Linked DNA regions of Mus musculus: all the other regions are linked to region 4. Evidence: chromatin contacts called from public Hi-C, HiCAR-type and promoter capture Hi-C data. All regions are on one chromosome and are shown on one strand. Each heading gives the region's core, a stretch centred on a gene start, on an enhancer-like site or on the middle of the called end of the contact. The rest is flanking DNA. Distances are from core to core; before and after follow the strand shown.

Region 1 (3,902 bases), core at 377-2,876, 2.5 Mb before region 4:
CGAGTTAGGCTGTGGTGACGAAGTAGGTACAGAAAGCAGCAGCAGCATGAGGCACCAAGGCAGGGAGGGATGAATGTGCTCAGCTCACTCTTTATGTGTGTGTGTGTGTGTGTGTGTGTGTGTGTGTGTGTGTGTGTTGTGCAATGTGTGTGGGTGCACTCAACCATTTACATATGTGGAGACCAGAGGTGAATTGAGGAGCCTTCCTTTATCATTTACTACATGATGATGATGGTAATGATAATGATGATATTATTTTCAAGATGGAATGTTACTTTAGCTCTGGCTGTACTAGAACTCACTATGTAGACCAGGCAGGCCTCAAACTCACAGAGCTCTCTGCCTGCCTCTGCCTCTGCCTCTGCCTCTGCCTCTGCCTCTGCCTCTGCCTCTGCCTCTGCCTCTGCCTCTGCCTCTCTGCCTCTGCCTTTGCCTCTCTGCCTCTCTGCCTCTCTGCCTCTCTCTCTGCCTCTCTGCCTCTCTCTCTGCCTCTCTGCCTCTCTGCCTCTCTCTCTGCCTCTCTGCCTCTCTGCCTCTGCCTCTGCCTCTGCCTCTCTGCCTCTGCCTTTGCCTCTCTGCCTCTGCCTCTCTGCCTCTCTGCCTCTCTGCCTCTCTGCCTCTCTGCCTCTCTGCCTCTCTGCCTCACTGCCTCTCTCTCTGCCTCTCTGCCTCTCTGCCCCTGCCACTGGAATGCTGGGATTAAGACATGTGCCTCTACACCCCTCTGCCTCCTCATTTTTGAGACAGTCACTGAAATTGAAGTGTACTGATTGGTAGATGGGCTGGTCAGTGAGCATGCCATCCTCCTGGCCCCAAGCCCCTAGTGCTGGGGTTACAGACATCACATGGTACCGGGGATCCAAACTCAGGTTCTTGGGCTTGCACAGTCCTCCTCTTTTGTTTTCCTTTTAACCCATCCCATAGGATGCTGCTGCCCACATTGAGGGTAGATTCCCCTGGATAAACCTCTCTGGAAACACCCTGACAGACACATTCTCAGGTGTCTCCTAAGTGATTTTTCACCCAGTAACACTGACAGTGACTTCAGCGTAGCAGCCTGCAAATGCTAGGAATGAAATGAAACTGTTTGCAGCCCTGAGCAGCTGGAAGCCTCACAGCTCTTCCCCTGCCTGCCCTGGAGCCCTGAGCTGTGGGAGCTCTGTCCAGGGCTTGTTTCCTCCTGACAGTTAGTCTGGATGCTGTGTGTCTGTCCTGCCTTGGTCTGAGACTAAACACAGCTGCTGCTGCACTGGGGCTGCTGCTCTTCTGGGCGTGTCCCTTTTATCTCCTGCACCCCCTTCTCCCCCTGCTCCTCCAGCTGTCTTAAGGCTGCCTGCTCCCAGAGTGGAGGGGAGGCGGGCGGGAGGGAGAGTGAGTGAGCGAGGCAGCCCAGGACCCAGGCTCCAGTCTCCCCTGCCTCTCCAGGCCATGGGCCCCCTGCCAGGTAAGGGCACTGGCCAAGGCCCAATGAGGGCAGGGCAGGCCCCTTTCCTCACGGGGCCTGCTCAGAGTTCAAGGGTTCTGGAGAGATCATCCAGGCTTCCTTTAAACTGCTGCTGCAGCTGAGGCTAGAGTTTGGAGTTTGACCTTTGTGGAACCTTTCTCAGCAGCAGGCAAGAAGGCAGGGTCTCTGCTGTCCTCTGCTGCTCCCTGCTGCAAAGGACAGGACATCCCAGGGGTCTCCCTTTGCACAGCCACTGCCTTCGGCCTCTGAAGTCCCCGAGACCCTAGGGCAGTAGAGCCTGCATCCTGAAGAAGGTAAGATTCCCTCCTTCCTCCCTGAGACACCCACTGTCTAAACTGGGAAGCTCCTTGGGTCCGAGGACTGGATAACCACTCTGGCCTAGCTCTCATCTGAGAAGTTTCGTTTGCTCCTGGCCTACAGAGTGTGGTTTGGGGTGGTGTCAGCAGCTGACAGCATAGGCCAGGGGTCTCAGCTCTTCTACTCAGGAACACTGAGGCACAAAAGCTTCATGTTCTTTCTTTGTCAGATGAGAATTTGGAGGTCAGCCTGGCCCAGCCCTCAGGTGTGGCAGAGGAGTCTGCAGCGATAAGGAAGGGGAAAGCATCGCAGGTCCCAGGAATCTGGAAGGCTATCCTGCTGCTGTTAATTAGCAAGGCAAAGGCATGCCCTACCTGCACAGCCCACCTAAGGGGCTGGATCTCTTCCAACTGCACAGCTGCTAGGGAGGGTGGTTAAACAGATGTCCCTTAAGGCCACTGAACAACTTGTTCAAGGTGACACAAGTGAACAGGGCAAAGCTGATGGTCTGAAAGGATGGTTGATAGCTGATTCTGGAACTCTGCATTTGACAAGGGCTGCCCTTCTGGGATATTTGTTTGGAAGATTGGTGTTTATGGAGTGTCTGCTTTGGGGGCACAAGATAAGACGGGCTAGTTACCTCTGCCTTCCTTCTGCTCACATTACTGTGAGACAAGGAAGTACGGGAGAGTTCTACCAACCATGTGCTAGGTTTCATTATACTGTGAGCAAAATGCCATTTGATATGAAAGGGTCCTGACTTAGAATGAGGCCCGGAGAGGGCAGATGGGATCTATAGGTGGGACAGGGAATGGAAGCCAAGGACCCTGAGCTCGTAAGCAAGCTTTCAAAGAATGGATGGAAACAAGCAAGTGAATTGTTTTGTGTTCAGATTCTTCTCTGGCTTCCATAACAGGGAGAAATCTAAGGAGGAATCTAAGGAGGCAGCAGGCAGGAAGAGAGTAGCTCCTTGATCTGGGCTGGACATAAGTGAAGGTGGTTTGTTAGGATGAAGGTGACTTAAGGAACACGGACAGGTTCAAGGCATGTTTTGGAAGTAGAGGAAAATAGAACTGCAGGTGAATAGATGTGGGGAACTGAGAAAGACATGGTCAATTATTTGATAGATGCTTGCATGCTATGACATCTTTGGTTCTTAGATATAGTGGTTGGCACACTAGGATGCTCAGATAGTCCTTGTTGGATGTCTGGCTGGATATATAGGTGGATCATGGATGGACGGATGGACGGACGACTGATGGATGGATGGATGGATTCTTAGGGGTAGACATGTGGAAGGATGGCTGGGTAGACAGATGGATATATGGATGTACGAATGTACGGATGGATGAATGGATGGATGGATGGATGGATGGATGGATGGACATATGGATTCTTAAGGGTAGACATGTAGAAGGATGGTTGGGTAGACAGATGGTTATATGGATGTACAGATGGATGAATGGATGGATAGATGGAGGGACAGATGGATTCTTGGATGGGTAGACACATGGAAAGATGGATGAATAAACCAGTAGATAACTGGGGTTGTGGGTGGATGTGACTTAAGGATGCTTTGGGCTTCAGTTAGTGTCATAGCCAGAGTGTCAGAGGCACCTGCCATCTGCTGAAGAGCTTGATATCTGGCCTGTACTTGGTAATTTTGGACATCTGTGGGCATCTGTGAGAGATGCCATGTTGGCCTTTGAATGAACATGTCTGGGTTAAATAGATGATCTTGTGACTCCTGTTCTCTGGTATTTTGGGACAGGGTCATCCTAGAATGGGATAGGTAGATAGAGAAGACTCATCCAGTTCCCAGTACTCCCATCTCTTACCCCCTGTAGCCCATTAGGGAAAATTGCCTTGCTCTCCCATACTTTGAAATTCTTCCCTTACCACCAGAACTGTGGGTCTTTTTTTTGTTTTGTTTTGTTTTGTTTTGTTCTAATGAGCCAGGATGAGTCTGTCCATCAGCCTTTTTCTTTTTTCTTTTTTTTTAAAGATTTATTTATTATTTATTATATGTAAGTACACTGTAGCTGTCTTCAGACACTCCAGAAGAGGGAGTCAGCTCTCATTACGGATGGTTGTGAGCCACCATGTGGTTGCTGGGATTTGAACTCCGGACCTTCGGAAG
Region 2 (3,961 bases), core at 1,396-3,895, 2.6 Mb before region 4:
GTGTAACTCACTAGACCCTGGTATGCCAGTCTCTGTGTGGGACATAGACCTCTACATGTAATGTAGTCTTCTGAGCATTTACACACTGAATGGCATTGTTACTTTCTCCTTTACAGTGTGTGTGTATACATATATATTTGAAATGATATTTGGTAGAATGATTATATATAGTGGATTCGATTATCAGTGATCACTATTTTGGGATGGCAATGGATTGTATCGATGCACAAACCCACACACACACATATAATCTTAATCACTTATTGCTTACATGACTTTGGGAAAATTAATCACACCTGTTGGCACAGGGGGTGTGTAATACTCCTACCTCAGTGGGAGGTACAAAGACAACAATTAGTGTCTAATTAATCTTTGTATAAGGTACTTAGAATAGTTTGGGATAACATTCACTACGCACTGGAGAAATCCTAATTAGATGAAGTAAATACACTCTTTCCAGTAAAGTATCTACGTGTTCATGTGTCCAAGTTCTTTCTATTTATTAATGTGTAGACTTTCTAAAGTTTAAAGATAAAGGATGGGGATATCGGTCAGTGGTATAGTGTTTACTTAGCAGACATTTTTGCTATACTCAGCATTGCAAAAAATTATTTACGTGTATGAGTGTTTTGCCAGTGTATATATATATATCATATACGTGCCAGGTGCTGAGGAGGCCAGAAGACATTGGGTATCCTGGAACTTGAGTTATAGACAGTTGTAAACCACCATGTGGGTGTTGGGAACTGAACTTAGATTCTCTGGAAGAGCGGCCAGTGCTCTTCTGACTACTGAGCTCTTTTTTACAGCCTCAGTTGTGGTTTTGATAGAGGAAAAAGTAATCATTACCTTCCAAAATTATAATTTGTGAATTAGTCTAATCACTTAACCTTGGTAAGGCAAGGAATATAGAGTAGAGAAGATGGGTGTTGAGGTAATCACAGGAATTGGGCAGAAACAAAGGCAAAACATTATAGGAAAGATTCTGTCTTAATTTGCCTTCTATCACTGTGATGAACACCATACTGACAAGCAAATTGGGGAGGAGAGGGTTTATCAGCTTACAGTTCATAGTTCATCATATAGGAAAATCAGAGCAGGAACTCAAGGCAAGAACCTAGAGGCAGAAACTAAAGCAGAGACATAGAGGAGTGTGCTGCTTACTGGCTTGCTCCCCATGGCTTGTAGCATGCTTTCTCATACAACCTGGGATGGCCTCTAAAGAGCTTCCATATCAACTATTAATCAAGAAAATGCCTATAGAGTTGCCTACAGCAATTTGATGGGGGCATTTTCTCAGATGACTCCATCTTGTATCAGTTTAACAAAGAACCTAACCAAAGTTGATCCTGTGTGTGTGTGTGTGTGTGTGTGTGTGTGTGTGTGTGTGTGTGTTATAGATCACTAGAACTCAGGAGAGAGAGATAGGCAGATTTCTGAGTTTGAGTCCAGTCTGGCCTACATAGGCTAGCCAAGGATATAGAGTAAGACCCCCATCTCAAATAAATTAAAATGTAAAAATTACTAGCATTTATTTGTTATTCTTCATTTTGCAATTTGTAATTTTTTTCCAAAAAATGTTTATAGGGTGTTCATAAAATTAAGAACACCAAAAGAAGAAAAATGCAAAACAGACGTTAACATGCTGGCTAGTTCCTTTCTGGGCATTCATCCACTCATTAGCTAACTACAACACACATTTCTCCTAGAGCAGAAGCAGACAATCACAGAGCTTGTTTCATGGGAGAGACTGGAGCAGGTTTAAACCAGTTAAAGGACTTAGAATAGAAAAGGGCAAAAGAAGGTTGTCTGCAGAGCGAGTTTTCTGAGAAAGTAAAAGGGAGTAGATTTTAAGTAGAGGAGAAATGTGCAGATTACTAGCATTATATGCACCGAATATGTATGTACCTATGTGCATTATAATATCTTAATGCATTATATTGCAGCATCCCCCTTTGGGTATGTATCTTATTGTATTTACAATCAGGTATGTGTCTATATTGTAATTTAAGAAAATAATTGTAATAATTGTATCTTCATGTATTATATTACTGTATCTTATTTTATCTACATGTAGACTTACATACTTTACCTACAGACATGTATCTTACAGTGTTCACATGTAAGAATTTTTGGGTGTTCACATGTCTTTCTGAGAACTAGTATGGCATCTGCGTTTCCATTCTTTTATTGTAACCAAGACCCCAGGTATTGCAAGTAGCTGCGTTTAATGCCACCTCATAGCATTAGATGTCGTAGCTGGCTACAGTTATTCAACCTTTCCTGTGCATTTGAGTTAATATCTTGATTGTGAAGTACTTAAAAGTGATACCCAAATGGTTATTTCTTGAGCAGAGAAATTCGTGCAAGTGGAATTGCTGAGTCAAGGGTGTGTAAAAATTTGAGGCACAAAAATAAAAAAAATGAAACTTCTGGGATGCATTCTTCACCTGGGAAGAGGCACAAATCGAGAGGTTAAATAAATGTGGCTGAAGGTCAAAAGTAATTAGATGTGGGTGAATTTAAAAAACGGCGCGGGCTAGTCTGGCAGCGGCAGGGGTGGAATTTGCGGTTTGCTGGATTTTTTTTTTTTTTTTTTTTTTAAAGGCGTGTTTCTGTAAGGGAGGGGCCGGGCCGAGGGGAAGGAAACTTGTGTCGCAGTAAAGAAGGAGGAGGGGATGGTCCGAGGCAAGCCCGAGCCAGCCTCGGCGAAAAAGGCCGCGCTCCGCTCTTGCCAGGCCCCAGAGCCGCTCGTGGGGAACCTCGGAGTTCCCCGACAGCTCCGGCGAAGTCCTGGACGCGTCAGACAGTTGTCAAGTGGCTGCCTCGTCCGGCAGGCCTAGTTGCTAGGACCTCCATCTTGGGGCTCCCGGGCCACGGCGCCCCCGGAAGGGGTTGCGAGTGGGGCATTCACTTCCGGTCTGGGGCCTGCGGCGGCAGCGGTGGCGGCGGCGGCGGCGGCGGCAGCGGGACGGTGTAGAAAATGGCGCTGGTGCAGCGGCTCGGGCCTGTCCCCGCGGCGCTGCGGAGGGCTTGAGGCTCGCGAGCCTCGTTCCCCGCGCCTCACGCGCTAGTGCACTTTACACACATGAGGTGAGCGGACCGGAGGGGAGGCTCGCTCGGGGGGCCAGGAGCCAGCCTCCGGCGCTGCCGCAGGACCCCCTCGGGCTGATGGGCGGCGGCGCGGGGCAGTCCCCGGGGGGACGCGGGCGTGGGCGGGAGTCCCGGGCGGTCCGGGAAGCTTGGTCCGGCGCGGGCTACGGCTCTGGGCTCGGTCGCCCTGGGCTCGGCGGCCCGCAGCGCTGCAGCCCGCAGCCCCGCCCCTCCCCCACCGCGCGGGCGCTCTGCCGCAGCAGCTCCGTTTTCACGCGCATCCCCTCCCCCCGTTTTTTTTTTTTTTTTGTGTTTGTTTTTGTTTGCTATTTCAGAGAATTGGAAGCTAAAGCTACCAAAGACGTAGAGAGAAATCTTAGCAGGTAAGATGGGCGAGCCTTCGGTCTCCCGCCCCTTTATAATCGTGTGTTTCCACTCTGCTTCGCTCTTCCTGGGTTTACGGACCCCCCCCCCCCAACCTCCACCCCCACCCCCCAACCCCGTGTCATTTGCTTTCGCACTCACGGAACAGACATTCGGGAGAAACGGCCTCAGGGAATATTGCATGGGGGGGGCATTGCAGGGAGACGCGTAATTACGAGTGTGTTCGTTCTTAAAAAGAAAAGCAAAAGGCAGTTCTTGTAAACTTAGTTAAAGCATTCTCACCCTTTTAGAATTTAATTAGGGGACTTGTGCATTAATTACTATTGTAAATGGTTGCAGGCATTGTGTGACTCATGATTGAGGCGGCCCTTATGGCGGGCTGTCAAACTGTTTTGGCTTCCCCGTTATTACTTTGTAGCTAAATTGTTGCCTTTATAAAAAGATACTATGTGTTCACATTTTTTCCTCTCTGTCTCTGCACATT
Region 3 (4,058 bases), core at 168-2,667, 2.2 Mb before region 4:
ATTTCACAGGACACCTGCTGGAATGGTAAGGGTTAGGGAGGGCTCTGGAGATCCATGAGATCTCCCTCTCCCACCAAACCCTGTGAGGCATTAGCTATTTAATACTGTCTCTATCGTTTTGGTAGAAACATTATACTGAGGATTAGAACAAACAAACCATACTTTTAGTTTAATTTGCAAGATCATAGTTCAACCAAAATTCTCTCCTCCATTTAGTATGAATTTCAAATCTGCTTTTTGGGGAATTTGGTTTCCGGATCTTTTAAAAGTCCCATTTATTTCTATAATGAGCTCTTCTTCCAGAAATGTAGCCCTGCCCACCTGCCTTTCCCACCACATCCCTTTAAAATCCTCGCTCACCTGCTTTCGAAGTCTTCTGGTCTCTTTCTCCAAATGCACTACTAGGGCCACCGCCTCCTCTCCGCTTTCTGGACATTGCTTCTGCGCCCAGGTCTGAATCTTCTCAGGCAGAATGGTGAGAAACTGTTCGATTACCAGCTGCTCGAGGATCTGTTCCTTGGAACGCATTTCTGGCTTCAGCCACCGACAGCAGAGTTCCCAGAGTTTACTGAAAGCTTCATGGGGTCCTGTCACATCCTCATAACAGAACTGCCTGAAGCATTTACGGAAGGACTCACATTCAGTGCTGCCTGATCTTTCCAGAATGGGCTCCGATACCCACTCGGAGTCCTTTTCCACTTTCATTATGAGGCACTCCTCAACTTCCACGTCGATCTGAGGGTTCATGACAGTAGCCATGATCCAATGGGGCCAACAGGTCTAGCTCCAAGTCAGGGCCCAGAGAAGCTTCCGAGTGCCCTCCACTTAATGCCCTTGGAAATATGGGACCGTAGAGACATAAAAGACAGCAGTTAGCTGGGACAAGGAACTCCAGGCTGATTAATCAAATTTGTACAAGGCTCTTGAAAGGGTGAATGTGCACCCACCCCAAAGTCTGCAAACCCGGCCTCTTATCCAATCAAGATGCGCCCCCTCCCATGAGGTTCTTTAAGGTGCAAGGTCGGAAAGACCTTAGGTTAGAAGCTAGGCTGGAAGGGGACCCAGGGGACTGATGCTGGGCGGAGGCGCCGATCGGGAGGGGGTGTGTCCGCGAGGCGCGGCCAGCCCTGGGGTCCTGGTCCAGGTCCAGGCCGCTGCAGGTGCCCACCAGGGGCGCGAGCGCAGGAATGTCCGGACTCGCAGCGGCGCCTGCAGCGCTCGGGGTTCCTCCGCACGAGGATGCCGAGAACCTCGGCCAGAGGGGAAGAAGCTGCGGGATGAGGCTAGGCCTCGCGGGGGGCGGCGAACGGCTGGCGCGCTGCCCTGTCAGCTCCGCCAGCGCAGAGCGCGGGGGGCGCTGGGAGCCGCGGCCACGCATGCGCCGCTCGCGACCGGGGTCCGTGCGAGGCTTCCTCGCGGGCAAGGAGGGGGGCGGGAAGGCATGCGTGGAGGAATCTCGCGAGAGCGCGCAGCACCGCGACTTGCCGCCGAGGGACTTTAGGAATGAGGGTGAAGGGAAATTCTGGGCGGAGGGACACGCTGAGGTCTGATCCTATTCCTCCAGAGATTGTGAAGCAGGACGCGAGCTAGCGTCCTGCCTCAGGCCAGGCAGACGTTGCGGGAGGCTGGAGTAATTTCTTTAGTGGAAGGGGTGCGCGCGTGTGTGTTGGGGTTGCGGGTGGAGGGACTTCTTTGTGACAACTGGCGGAGGGATTACAGTCAGCATCTGGCTGTGCATGGATTGCTACTGTCTGGGAGCCTTGGTTGGAGCCAGGACTCCTGAGGAAGGATGTGTGGCTAGCTCTGTTCAAATGTATGGTCAGGAGAAGGCTTATTTTCATTTTGGGGAATCTCTTAATTACCCAAGGCTCTGAGGTCTGAGTAGCCAACGGGCTATCTGGGACCTAATAGGACCGGGCCTAGATTCCCCTACTGCTGCAAAACTTCATAGCTAGATGTCTCAGAGCCTGCTGGCTCATAAATGTCTGTCCTGTAAGTGCCTACTTTGTGACAATGTTTTAGGCTCTTGGCATCGTTAGTGGGCAGCACAACTCTTATTCTCAGAGGCAGGTAGCTTATTAGAAAACAGACCAATGACTTATTTCTCAAAGGTTTTGCCATGATTTGGCTAGTTCTAGCATCGAAGCGGCATAGAGAATACCATAAGGATAAATGGCACGGCATAAACTGAAGGAAGGTCAGAACGGAATAATCCGCGGGTGCATCTAGTTAGTATCTGCCACGGGAGAGATGGAGCCAATACACAGCCTGTTTTAATTGCATTTAAAGATAGTATTATTGAGTACTGGTTTCTTACCAGACATGGTGGTAGGTGATAAGCAAAACAAGATCTCCTATCATTAGTAGTTACAAATAAAGTTCTGTATACCTGGGGTGAATCCTTCCAAGAAGAGAAACACATTCAAGATTTGGTTTAGGTAAGAGGTCTGGGTGAATTTCTTGGAAGAAGTAGTACTAAGGATGAGATCCAAAAGACAGACCTCTAGTGGGGATTGAGCAAAGACTGGCCTTCACAAGAATCCCATAGAGAGGATGAGGTTGTCTCTATTTTAGAGTTTAGGGCGCTGAGACCTCAGTAAGGGTGGTGCAAGCGCTAAAGGTGATGGGGAGTCATGGGATGAGAATAGGGTCTTTTATGTACATGGCCCTCTTGTTGGTATTAAGCCAGGTGCACATCTCAGCAGCTCAAGGTCACAAACTTGAAGGCTTGTTGGACTTAGGGAGATTTACCATGAACTGTGTGAAGGAGAGTATAAGATAAGAAGGAGCTGGGTGTGATGGCACATGCTTGTAATCCTAGAACTTTGGAGGTGGTGGAGGCAGCAGGATCAAGAGTTCAGGGTTGTTCTTCACTACAAAGCAAGTTTTGAGGCCAACCTGGGCACACGAGGCCCTGTCTTAAAAAGGTTGCTAGTTAACTATTATGTTTACTTGAGCACCAGTGTTTGTGTCTTGAGAGCAGAAGAGCACATTTGTCAGCAGAGAAGTGAATCCACACACAGGTCAATAAATGCAAGCTGGAGACATCAGAGAGTGGTAATTTTCTTAAGACTCACTAGGGAATGGTAGGTTCTATTTCTCCTTGTAGGTGCAGCCATTAGTCTAGTCTCTTGCTGCTAGACTGGGAAAATGGATCAAGACTTACCAGATCAGGCTAATTAAAGGAGGCTGGCTAGCAGTGGTATAATCACACTTTGGAATAACTGGGAAACACATCCATTCTACACACTAGGATGTTAGCTTAATGAAATATGAAATAGGATGTAAAATAATTTTTGAGATAATCTGGCTCTGTAGCCAGCTGGCCTTGGCTTGTAATCTTTCTGCCTCTACTACTGGAATTCTGGGGTTATAGGTACCCGTAACCATGCCTGCTTGGAAGTGCTCCTCCCTTTTGTCTCGGGCTTGGTACAGGAGTTTGTCAAGGGAGGTACGTGGCAAATTTCCATTTGTTCCTGGTCTAGAAATTGCTCTCTTAAGATCTTGCTTCAGAAGGAAACCATTATTCTTAGATATCTGTACTTCTCTGTCACTTAGACAGAGTAAGACAAAAATCTCAACTTTGCTGTGAGAAGTTGCAGCCTGTCTTCTTTAAAGTTCTACCTGGAGCTGAAGACATTTGGACTCACTTTTATTATCTGCTAGGGGTGGGGATTGTTAGATGTTTTGGTCTTTCAGAAGTACACAATTATATCTTAGTGGAAAATTTCAAATATCTACAAAAGAATTAGCTCATGTTCCTGTCTCCCAGCTTTAACTGTTAACGCATGGCTTATCTGTCTACTCCATTCCCTACCTAGTCTTTTGATTCAGAAATATTTTGAAGCAGATCCTGAGTGTTTTATGTGTTCTGTGAAAGCATCGGAATGTGTTTCAGAAAGTCAGGGGCCCCGGTTTGAAGCAACTTCACCAACATAATATGCCCACTGCAGGTGCATCAACGATTCTTTTGAAGGGACAGTTGCAAAGGGCAACAAAGGCTCCCAGAGTTGGTAATGTTTACTTTAGCACAAGCGTTTTCGTCTTAAGAGCAGAAG
Region 4 (3,753 bases), core at 418-2,917:
AGGGAGTACAGGTGTGTGCTACTAGGCCAGGCTACCTGGGATGTCTTGATCCTATGCTTTCTTTATTCCCATCCCCACCAGGATAAACCAGTCCCTGACTGGTTGTGACTCTCAGCTTCACTGTCACCAGCCTCACTCCCCCTCCGGAGACTTCCCTCTGTCTTTATAGTAAAGGACAGCTTCATCAAGTGGACTAGATGATCACAGGTTCTTTCTCAGACAGTTTAGTCAAGGGCAGAGTAGATCCTGGACCTAAATTTCCTGGAATCCTAGTGGATGCCCACTTCACCCCCTGAGCCTCCTCTTCAGGGTGTTGTAAAACTTTCCACGCTCCCTGCTTCCAAGCGTACTCTTCAGGCGCACGCAGTTCACTTCTCTCCCGTTAAGCTATTCTACTTGGTGTTGCTTGTTCAGAGCACTCTGCCAAGTGGCCGCCTAAATCTAAACTTATCTGGTTCATTATTACCTCTAGAACCTCCTCTGACCTTCATAATATAGCTTAAGAGTTCCAACTTGCAGGGCATGGTAGGGCATGCCTGTAACCCAAGTGCTAGAGTGCAGAGGCAAGCGGGTATGATATGAAATCACACTGAACTGTATTGTCAGCTCTTTCTTCTTTTTTTTTTCTTTTTTTCTCTTTTCTTTTTTTTTTTTGGTTTTTCGAGACAGGGTTTCTCTGTGTAGCCTTGGCCTCGAACTCAGAAATCCGCCTGCCTCTGCCTCGCAAGTGCTGGGATTAAAGGCGTGTAACACCAAGACCAGCTCGTCAGCCCTTTCTTAACAAAAACTTGTACAGGGGAGTAAGGGGTGGGCTGAGGCTAAGGGCAGAGCATGCAAGGAGCTGGATTCTGCTCCTGGAGAAGGACAGATAGGAGAAGGGAAAAGTGCATTTAGCAATCCCTGAATCCTGTACTTAACCTAAGGTTAATCCCTTAACCTCTCGGCGTCAGTTTCCTCCTCTGTAAAATGAAAAGACAATAGTGTCTCGCTCAGTGTCGCGGAACTGAGTTCTGTCGCTTCCAGAACTGGGTCTTGGAACCCACCTATGGGAAGCGCCCAGTCCACCTCGGCTACTCTTTCACTGCTATTCGGGGCTATGCAGACCTCCAGTGAGCTGCCTTAGCTTTCGGAACGAACGCTCCCTAAAGGTCCCTGAAGGACCTCACCTAGTCCCACTTTTTAACCACTTTCCTACTCCCGTCCTATCACCCAACTTAAAGGAACTCTTTAGACTCGCTCCTTTAACACACTGGGAAACAGTTCCGTCACAGCGGATACCCCATCCCCCAGCTCATCTACTCCGGCCTGCTAGGGCGCAGAGCTCAGGTTTGCTCGCCTCCCGCGCCCATCCCCCACGTCCCACGGTCCCCGTTCTGCATCGCACCATCCTGCCCCGCTCCAGGCTCTCAGCCCTCGCCCCACCCCTGGTGGCTGACCGGTCTTGGAGCTGCAGGTCAGGTCTCTCTCGCGGCTCCTCGTAGAAACTGATGCCCGGGTGCGTGGCTAAAGCCCGCCACAAAAACTCCTGCGTGTAGGGTTCCAGAGGCAATGGGAAGGCAGGCGAGCGGGATTCCAGGCGGCTCCACAGCGCGGGCAGGCACAGGCCGTCGAGCCCCTCCAGGGCCACCTCGTCCAACAACGACTCGAGCGCGTCCATGGCCGCTTCAGTTAGCAGCGCCCGGGGCGCCTGCGCACCTCGCCGCCGAGGCCAGGGCCCAATGCGCCTGCGTACAGCGATCCGAGGCCTAGGGAGGACTGATGGGGAGTCCCAGCGCTCCGCCGTGACGTCACGCTACCCGAGGGCGGGCTCAATGATCAGAGTTCCTCCTCCATTGGTCCGGAACCCCGTAGTAACCAGGGGAACTGCAAACACTGTCAGGGCCGCTTCCGGTTCGGGAGGCCGGAACCGCCGCCTCTAGGGATGGACGGTTAGTGTCCGTGGGCCCCGCCGGGAGGTTGGGCGGCCGTCCCTCATCCCTCGGAGGTGTCTCAGGGAGGAACGCCTAGCCACAGGGACCCCGGCCCAGGATGGTGTCCAGCCTGAGGGGAAGGTTCTGGCGGTGCGGGATGGGGACCACGGCTGGGAGTGGTTTTGTAGGAGTCCCTCTCTCAGACTTAGGGAGGGGGGACGGGGAAGAGATTGGCGCGGGGGAGGCGTGAGGAGGATTGCGGGGGTCCTGGGATGGGCGATGGGAATGTCGAAGTTGGTTGGCGGTAAGCGTGTCCCTTGGGAGTACGTTTGTCAGCTCCTGGCATCAGGAGTGGAGGGAAAGGGCTGGGAAGAGTTTTATGTGCTTCGGTATTGTTGATAACTCACGTGAACTGAGTACTGTTCGGTGCCAGGGTTTCTGTAGCTACTGACAAGTGCAAACGTTTCACAGCAGTCCTTTGGGATAGTCACTTATTTTACAGGCGAGGGAGCTGAGGCTCAGACAAGGCAGGCCACTTTGCCTGGCCAAAGTCAAATAGCTAATCAAGAGACAGCATGAGTAAGACTCCTGGACGATGGGAGTTTAAAATCTGAAAAAAAAAAATATTTTAGAAGCCTTCCATTCCAGAGCTTGCCAGTGCACATGTCTACGGGAGCAAGTTTGGTGGGCTGTGACTGATAAACCAGTTGCCAATCTGTACAGAAGCAGATTGTTTTTAGGAGCAAGTCTCAAACTATGATAGCCAGTTAGTTAGTCAGTCGTAAGGCTAAAGGCAGCCTGGTTAGAATCACTGTGGACACTCAGGCGCTCCCTGGGAATAGCTGTTCTGATATCCAGCTTTTCAGATGGGAACACTGATGTCTGAGGAGACTGGAAGGGTCTGTGCTGCTTCACAGTTCATTACTGCCCCTTCCTTCTGCATTGCTGTGAAAGCCAGTGGATGTAGCATGGAAAGACATGTTACCATCGAATGTGTTACATCTGCTTAAAGGGTGCCTTTGTCCTTTGTCCTCGAGGCACTATAAAAAAATGCGTTTTATCAGTTTGCCCTGTCCTGCTGTCGAACAGTGGTTCTTAAAATCTAGGAGTCCTTGGACTCCTTTAAGCCTTTCCTTTACAAGACCTTTAAGCAATATAAGTGTGTATTATATCTGTGATGCTGCCACATAAATGCAAAATTTCAAGACATTTATTCACTTAGAACGAACCTCAGGCCAAGAGCGGTGGTGCATGCCTCTTCCCCAGCCCTCAGGACATCTCTGTGAGGATGACCTCTTCTACAAAGTGAGTGCCAGGTCAGCCAAAGCTAAGCTACTTGGGGAGGCCCTGTCTCTAAACAAACAAGAAACAGGAAACTCTTACTCCTGAACTTAGATCTTTTAAGTGAAGATAGCTGTGTGTACCCCTCCTCCAAATAGGAAAAAAAAAAAAAAAAAGTAATAGCTTTCTATTTCCTCTCTCCCTTTCTTTCCCTTCTTGATTTTGTGATTTTGTTTTGTTTTGGGACAGGGTCTAATGTAACTCAGTCTAGTTTCAAACTTGCTGTGTAGACAAGGATGAATCGGAGTTCCCGATCCTCGTGCCTTAGCCTCCTGGGTGCTGGGATTACATGCAAATGCTGTCATGCCATTTAACTGGCTTTCTCCTTTTCTTTCCTTTTACCTTTTTTTTTTTCCCCTTCCCTTTGGTTTTTCAAGACAGGGTTTCTCTGTGTAGCCCTGGCTGTCCAGGACTCTGTCCTCACTCTGTAGACCAGGCTGGCCTCAAACTCAGAAATCCTCCTGCTTCTGCCTCCCAAATGCTGGGATTAAAGGTGTGTACC
Region 5 (4,191 bases), core at 1,174-3,673, 2.3 Mb before region 4:
TAGTCGATTACACAGATAAACTCCTCCTCTATCCAGATCACAGCTGGGAGAAATCTGTGCTAGAAAAGCATTCTTCTTTGCCCAAAGACACCCACGATCTGCTTCTGATGGGAGTGTACCAACCATCTGGCTCACTGAATAATAATTCTCAGTTCTAGCCTCCATTTTTCTTCCTACCCCCTTAGGGTTACTTAAATAGGGAAAACTTGAGCTCGTGTGCGCGCGCACACACACATACACACGGGGGGGGGGGGGGGAGTTATCTAGGAAATCAACGACAAGAGAGCAACAGATTTTCAACCCAGTAAAAACAGATGTTCTGACTTTAGTCTCATGGCTACCACACCCTTACAGCTCTGTAATAGCTGCAGCTTCCCCTGGCATCCAGCAATAAAGACTTTCAAACAGAGTCAAAGGTCAGGGCCAGAATTACTGTCCCAGTATGAATCACTACCACTCCATCCTGTTCATATTTTCCCAAACTTAATTCCGCAGCACCAGGCAATGCAGGACAAGCTGGAGTCCCAGAATTGACAATTTTGACAGGTCATCTGTCCTGGGATGGGAGTCACACACAGACCCTGGGAATCCAAGACTCATAGGAAAGACTCTCCCGGTGCTCAAATAGCCAACACGAGCAGGTAAAGAGGACGTTTGAAGATAGAAAGCAGGTAGCGCATGGCCTCAAGACGGTGCCCATCCAAGACATCAAGGATCTTCTAAGGACATGGAGACTGAGAGAAGTGAAGAGCATGAAAGGTTATCTATCGGCCAGGTGTGGTAAGAGAGGCTTATGGGAATTCCAGGAAGAGGTTAACATATAAGAAACATAGGCCTCCTGTGGGAACTGAAAGTGGGCAAGTCTGGCCAGAATGTAAAACTAGGAAGAGAGACTAAGGAGAAGCAGGGGCCCACAAAACCCTAACCAGCTTTCAAGGCAGAAAGCTCTCAAGACTTTGCATAAAACCAGCAACTTTCCCTTGTCCCACACAGGACGAAACCTAATCAATAACAAATCTAACAAAGGCATTGTGGCAGCCACTAAGTTTTGATTCTGCCATGCATATCTGCAAGGAGTACAAGACTCACAAGAAAATTATCACTTCTCATCATATTTCTTGTTCATGCCATTAGGATTACTCGCCTTGACCCTAGTCTTTCTCTAACTCTACACGCAACAAAAAACTAGGCATGTGTGGGTTTAAGGGGCAGGGACTGAGTCTGGATAGAGGATACCAAGATTACATGATGGAGGGATTTTTCTTCCCTTCTATTTTTCTTTTTAGAAATTCAATAACAAAACTTAGCAAAAGGTTGGGGGAAATGAAACATTGTAAAAAGCAAATTTAGAAAACCCAAGAGGAAGTAAAAGTATTTTCGTACACATAAAAAAAGAAGTGTCTCACGTGCTTCAACCAAACCAAACTGTCCTTAACTGCTAAGGGAGGAGGGTAACAGCAAGAGCTGTGAAAAACCCATCTATCTTCGTGCAGAATAACCAGCAAATTGGTTCGGCAAAGCTATCCGCCCTGCAAGACCTTGAAATATTTGTTCCAGATAGCACAGCACATGACAACAGCCTCCTGAAAGCTCTAAAAACCGCAAATCGTTCCTGTTCTACAGCCTACTCATCTACTGTCCCTCCTGTATTCTTTCATTAAAAAAAAAAAAAATCAGTTTCTTGTCAAGCACTCACTCAGTGTCAGAAAATACCACATCCAAGGTGAGATGAGAAAAGGCATCCTTTTCGCTTTCCAAACCTCTAGACCTCAAGAACTCACAGCAAACTCCCAAAAGCCTGGATTTTGAGACTGCAGTTCTCGATTCCTTCACAGAGGGGAGGGGGGCTGAACTTAACTGGGCAAGCCACAGTAGCCTAACACCCCTTAGGTTCCCAGTGACCAGCAAGCTCTTCTAGGAGGAAGGCTGCAACAGCGGATCAGCGGGGAGAGCCTGAGAACACCGGCCCCAAAGCTGCGCGCCTGGCACTGCGAGAGGCACACAAGTTTACGGAGTTTTCGCACCAGGCGGCGAGCTCCGGCTGGCGGGGACAGGGAGGAGTAAAGACCCTCGTGAGTCTCCCGAGGACGATGCTCCTCCGGCCAGGACAATGGGCAGCGCCCAAGCCGTAGCTAGGCGCAGACCCCCGCCCCGCGGGGCCCAAGGCCGGGCCGCGCCCGGCTCTCCCCGCTCCCCGGCTCCTCGCGCGCAGGACCGGCCCGCCCCCCGCGCGCCCCCCGCCGGCGCGACCCGCGCACTCGCCTGCCGACAGTCTGATTGGCCAGCTGCTTCATGCGGTTGAATTGCTTCTTCATGGCGGCGGCGGCGGTGGCGGCGCGGCAGGCGGGCGGAGGAGAACTGGGGACCGTCTGGCGGGTCCTACCTACATCGCTTCCCGGCCCCGGAGGCGGTGACGGAGGCTACAATTCGGCCCCGCCCCTCGCCGCGTCACTTCCAGCGTCGCCGCCCGCCCCTACCACGAGTTGGGCCGAGCCTAGCCGAAAGAGGCCGAAACCAGAGAGGTGGAACAGGTGCGGACGGACCCAACATGGGCGGAGTTAAGTGGTTCAGGGCGGGGACCAATGAGGCCGCGCCGAGGTGGGTAGAGCCGAGCCGAACAGGGTCGAAACTAGATAGGTGGAGCCGAGCTTGGTCCGGCCGAAACCGGAGAAGTCAGGCGTAGCTGGACGGAGCAGAGCTGGGCGAACTTGAGTGGAGCCGAACCAATCGGTGAGCGGAGAGGAATGGAGTTGAGCCAATCGGAGACGGACGAGAGTGGCTCTGCTAAGAAGAGCGGAGACTACCCCAGCCCGGCACCTGGACACAGCGGTTCTGAATTAGAGCTGGGCAGGATGGGCCGAGCAGAGCCAAACTTAGCTACCTACTCTAGTGGTGACAACTAGAACGCAAGTGAGCCTCGCAGATCCTGGTCCGGTCCGGCAAGGCGGAACACAGGGATGGGGTCTTGTCCAGTCGGACCCGGAGTCAGGCCAGCCCGGGAAGGGGTTTGGGGGGAGAAGAGTCCGGCCAAGCCGAGCGGAATAGTAGTCCTAGACGAGTGATGCCCGGTCAAGTGAAGGCGAACTGAAACGAGCTGAGGTTAAGCTGAGCGAGTGGACCTAACCTATAGCGGCGGGTCAGACCAGGGTTTATCCTAACCTAGCAGGAGTGAGCTGAAGCAGATCTATAGGGTGAACCAGCTCCGCGCCCTCAGTACTTGAACTGGTCCATGGGAAAGGCCAAAAGAGTAGGGTCAATCAGATGAGGACCCCCAGACTCCCCAGCCAAAGGAGACTGGCCTTCCCTAGGCCCCTGCACTGATGGGCCTCTGAGTCCCCGCTGCCATAAATGACCGCGAGGTTCTGATTCCCAGCCCTACAGTAACAGGCTGGGGAACTTGGTGGGATCATTTCGCATTGCTGAGCCCTTTCGTCCAACTGAGCCAAGTTAGTTTTATGACCCGCAGCCATGTCCTCCTGACTTGGCAGCCTTGGCTCCACACAACATTCCCTGTGCCCCGTGGGCTAAGGCATCCTTTACAGGCTGTGCGATGGTTTAAAGTGTCAACGTGACAGAATCTAGAATCACCTTGGAAACAAATCTCTGTGTGTGTCTGTGAAGAAGTTTCTACATCAGGTTAATTGACGTGGGAAGATCCACTCTAAATGTGGGCCACAGCATTCCATCATCTGTGGCCCCAGACCGCAGAAAACTAGCTGAGTTAGGAGCTTTCGTCTCCTTCTGCTTTCTGAACGTGGAGGCAGTGTGGTCTTCCTGCGAGCTGCCTCAAAAAACTGTCTATTGCAGTGCCTTCCCCATCATGGTAAACATCCCTTCCTAGAACTGGAAGCTGGTTTAAATCCTTCCTCCCTCACATTGCTTCTTGTCCTGCATTTTCTTAAAACAGAGAGCAAAATAACTAATGCAGGATGCATCTTGAGCTCAAAGAACAAGAAAATTAAAAATCTGTAGCGATTACAACACAAGTGTGGACCCTCAAGTCAGGCAGCAAACTGCAAGTCACCAACATTAATTACAACAGGAAGTGTTGAAATAAGGCTTTGTTTTGGTTTGGGTTTTTGTTTTGTTTTGTTTTGTTTTGTTTTTGAGGAGTCTCATAGCTGAGAATGGCCTTAAATTACTGATCCTCCTGCCTCCACCGGCCAAATGCTAGAATTACAGGCTTGTGGC

The links. Promoter capture Hi-C pulls out the DNA fragments that hold promoters and counts their contacts. A called contact is a pair of places that touch in the nucleus more often than the background predicts. HiCAR-type assays count read pairs that join an accessible place to other places.
Region 1: a HiCAR-type map of astrocytes shows a contact between it and region 4, with 8 times the contacts expected there. The contact joins the promoter of Slc5a11 here to the promoter of Gtf3c1 in region 4. A contact is called at or near these places in 3 of 39 promoter capture datasets (the 3T3-L1 cell line, hippocampal neurons and liver) and 5 of 115 datasets of contacts at active chromatin or transcription factors (astrocytes, embryonic stem cells, large pre-B cells and 1 more).
Region 2: a Hi-C map of CD4 T cells shows a contact between it and region 4, with 3 times the contacts expected there. The contact joins the promoter of Tnrc6a here to the promoter of Gtf3c1 in region 4. A contact is called at or near these places in 2 of 39 promoter capture datasets (embryonic stem cells and hippocampal neurons), 1 of 484 Hi-C or Micro-C datasets (CD4 T cells), 4 of 115 datasets of contacts at active chromatin or transcription factors (astrocytes, embryonic midbrain, large pre-B cells and 1 more) and 1 of 9 other capture datasets (adipose tissue).
Region 3: a promoter capture Hi-C map of embryonic stem cells shows a contact between it and region 4, with 5 times the contacts expected there. The contact joins the promoter of Zkscan2 here to the promoter of Gtf3c1 in region 4. A contact is called at or near these places in 5 of 39 promoter capture datasets (embryonic stem cells, frontonasal cranial neural crest, hippocampal neurons and 2 more) and 2 of 115 datasets of contacts at active chromatin or transcription factors (astrocytes and embryonic forebrain).
Region 5: a Hi-C map of B cells shows a contact between it and region 4, with 8 read pairs. The contact joins the promoter of Arhgap17 here to the promoter of Gtf3c1 in region 4. A contact is called at or near these places in 9 of 39 promoter capture datasets (the 3T3-L1 cell line, 3T3-L1-derived adipocytes, embryonic stem cells and 4 more), 4 of 484 Hi-C or Micro-C datasets (B cells, CD4 T cells, CD8 T cells and 1 more), 6 of 115 datasets of contacts at active chromatin or transcription factors (astrocytes, embryonic stem cells, large pre-B cells and 1 more) and 2 of 9 other capture datasets (embryonic stem cells and liver).

The regions. Positions count from the first base shown.
Region 1 is chr7:123,213,240-123,217,141 of GRCm38.p6, forward strand. It overlaps Slc5a11 (solute carrier family 5 (sodium/glucose cotransporter), member 11), which reads left to right and starts at 1,627. Exons shown (of 17, transcript NM_146198.2): 1 at 1,627-1,758.
Region 2 is chr7:123,121,240-123,125,200 of GRCm38.p6, forward strand. Tnrc6a (trinucleotide repeat containing 6a) reads left to right here and starts at 2,646. Exons shown (of 24, transcript NM_144925.3): 1 at 2,646-3,093; 2 at 3,429-3,476. The coding sequence starts at 3,089.
Region 3 is chr7:123,499,209-123,503,266 of GRCm38.p6, forward strand. It overlaps Zkscan2 (zinc finger with KRAB and SCAN domains 2), which reads right to left and starts at 1,418. Exons shown (of 7, transcript NM_001081329.2): 1 at 361-1,418. The coding sequence starts at 759.
Region 4 is chr7:125,706,021-125,709,773 of GRCm38.p6, forward strand. Gtf3c1 (general transcription factor III C 1) reads right to left here and starts at 1,668. Exons shown (of 37, transcript NM_207239.1): 1 at 1,437-1,668. The coding sequence starts at 1,657. It overlaps D430042O09Rik (RIKEN cDNA D430042O09 gene), which reads left to right and starts at 1,850. Exons shown (of 28, transcript NM_001081022.2): 1 at 1,850-1,928. The coding sequence starts at 1,922.
Region 5 is chr7:123,367,492-123,371,682 of GRCm38.p6, forward strand. It overlaps Arhgap17 (Rho GTPase activating protein 17), which reads right to left and starts at 2,424. Exons shown (of 20, transcript NM_144529.2): 1 at 2,263-2,424. The coding sequence starts at 2,315.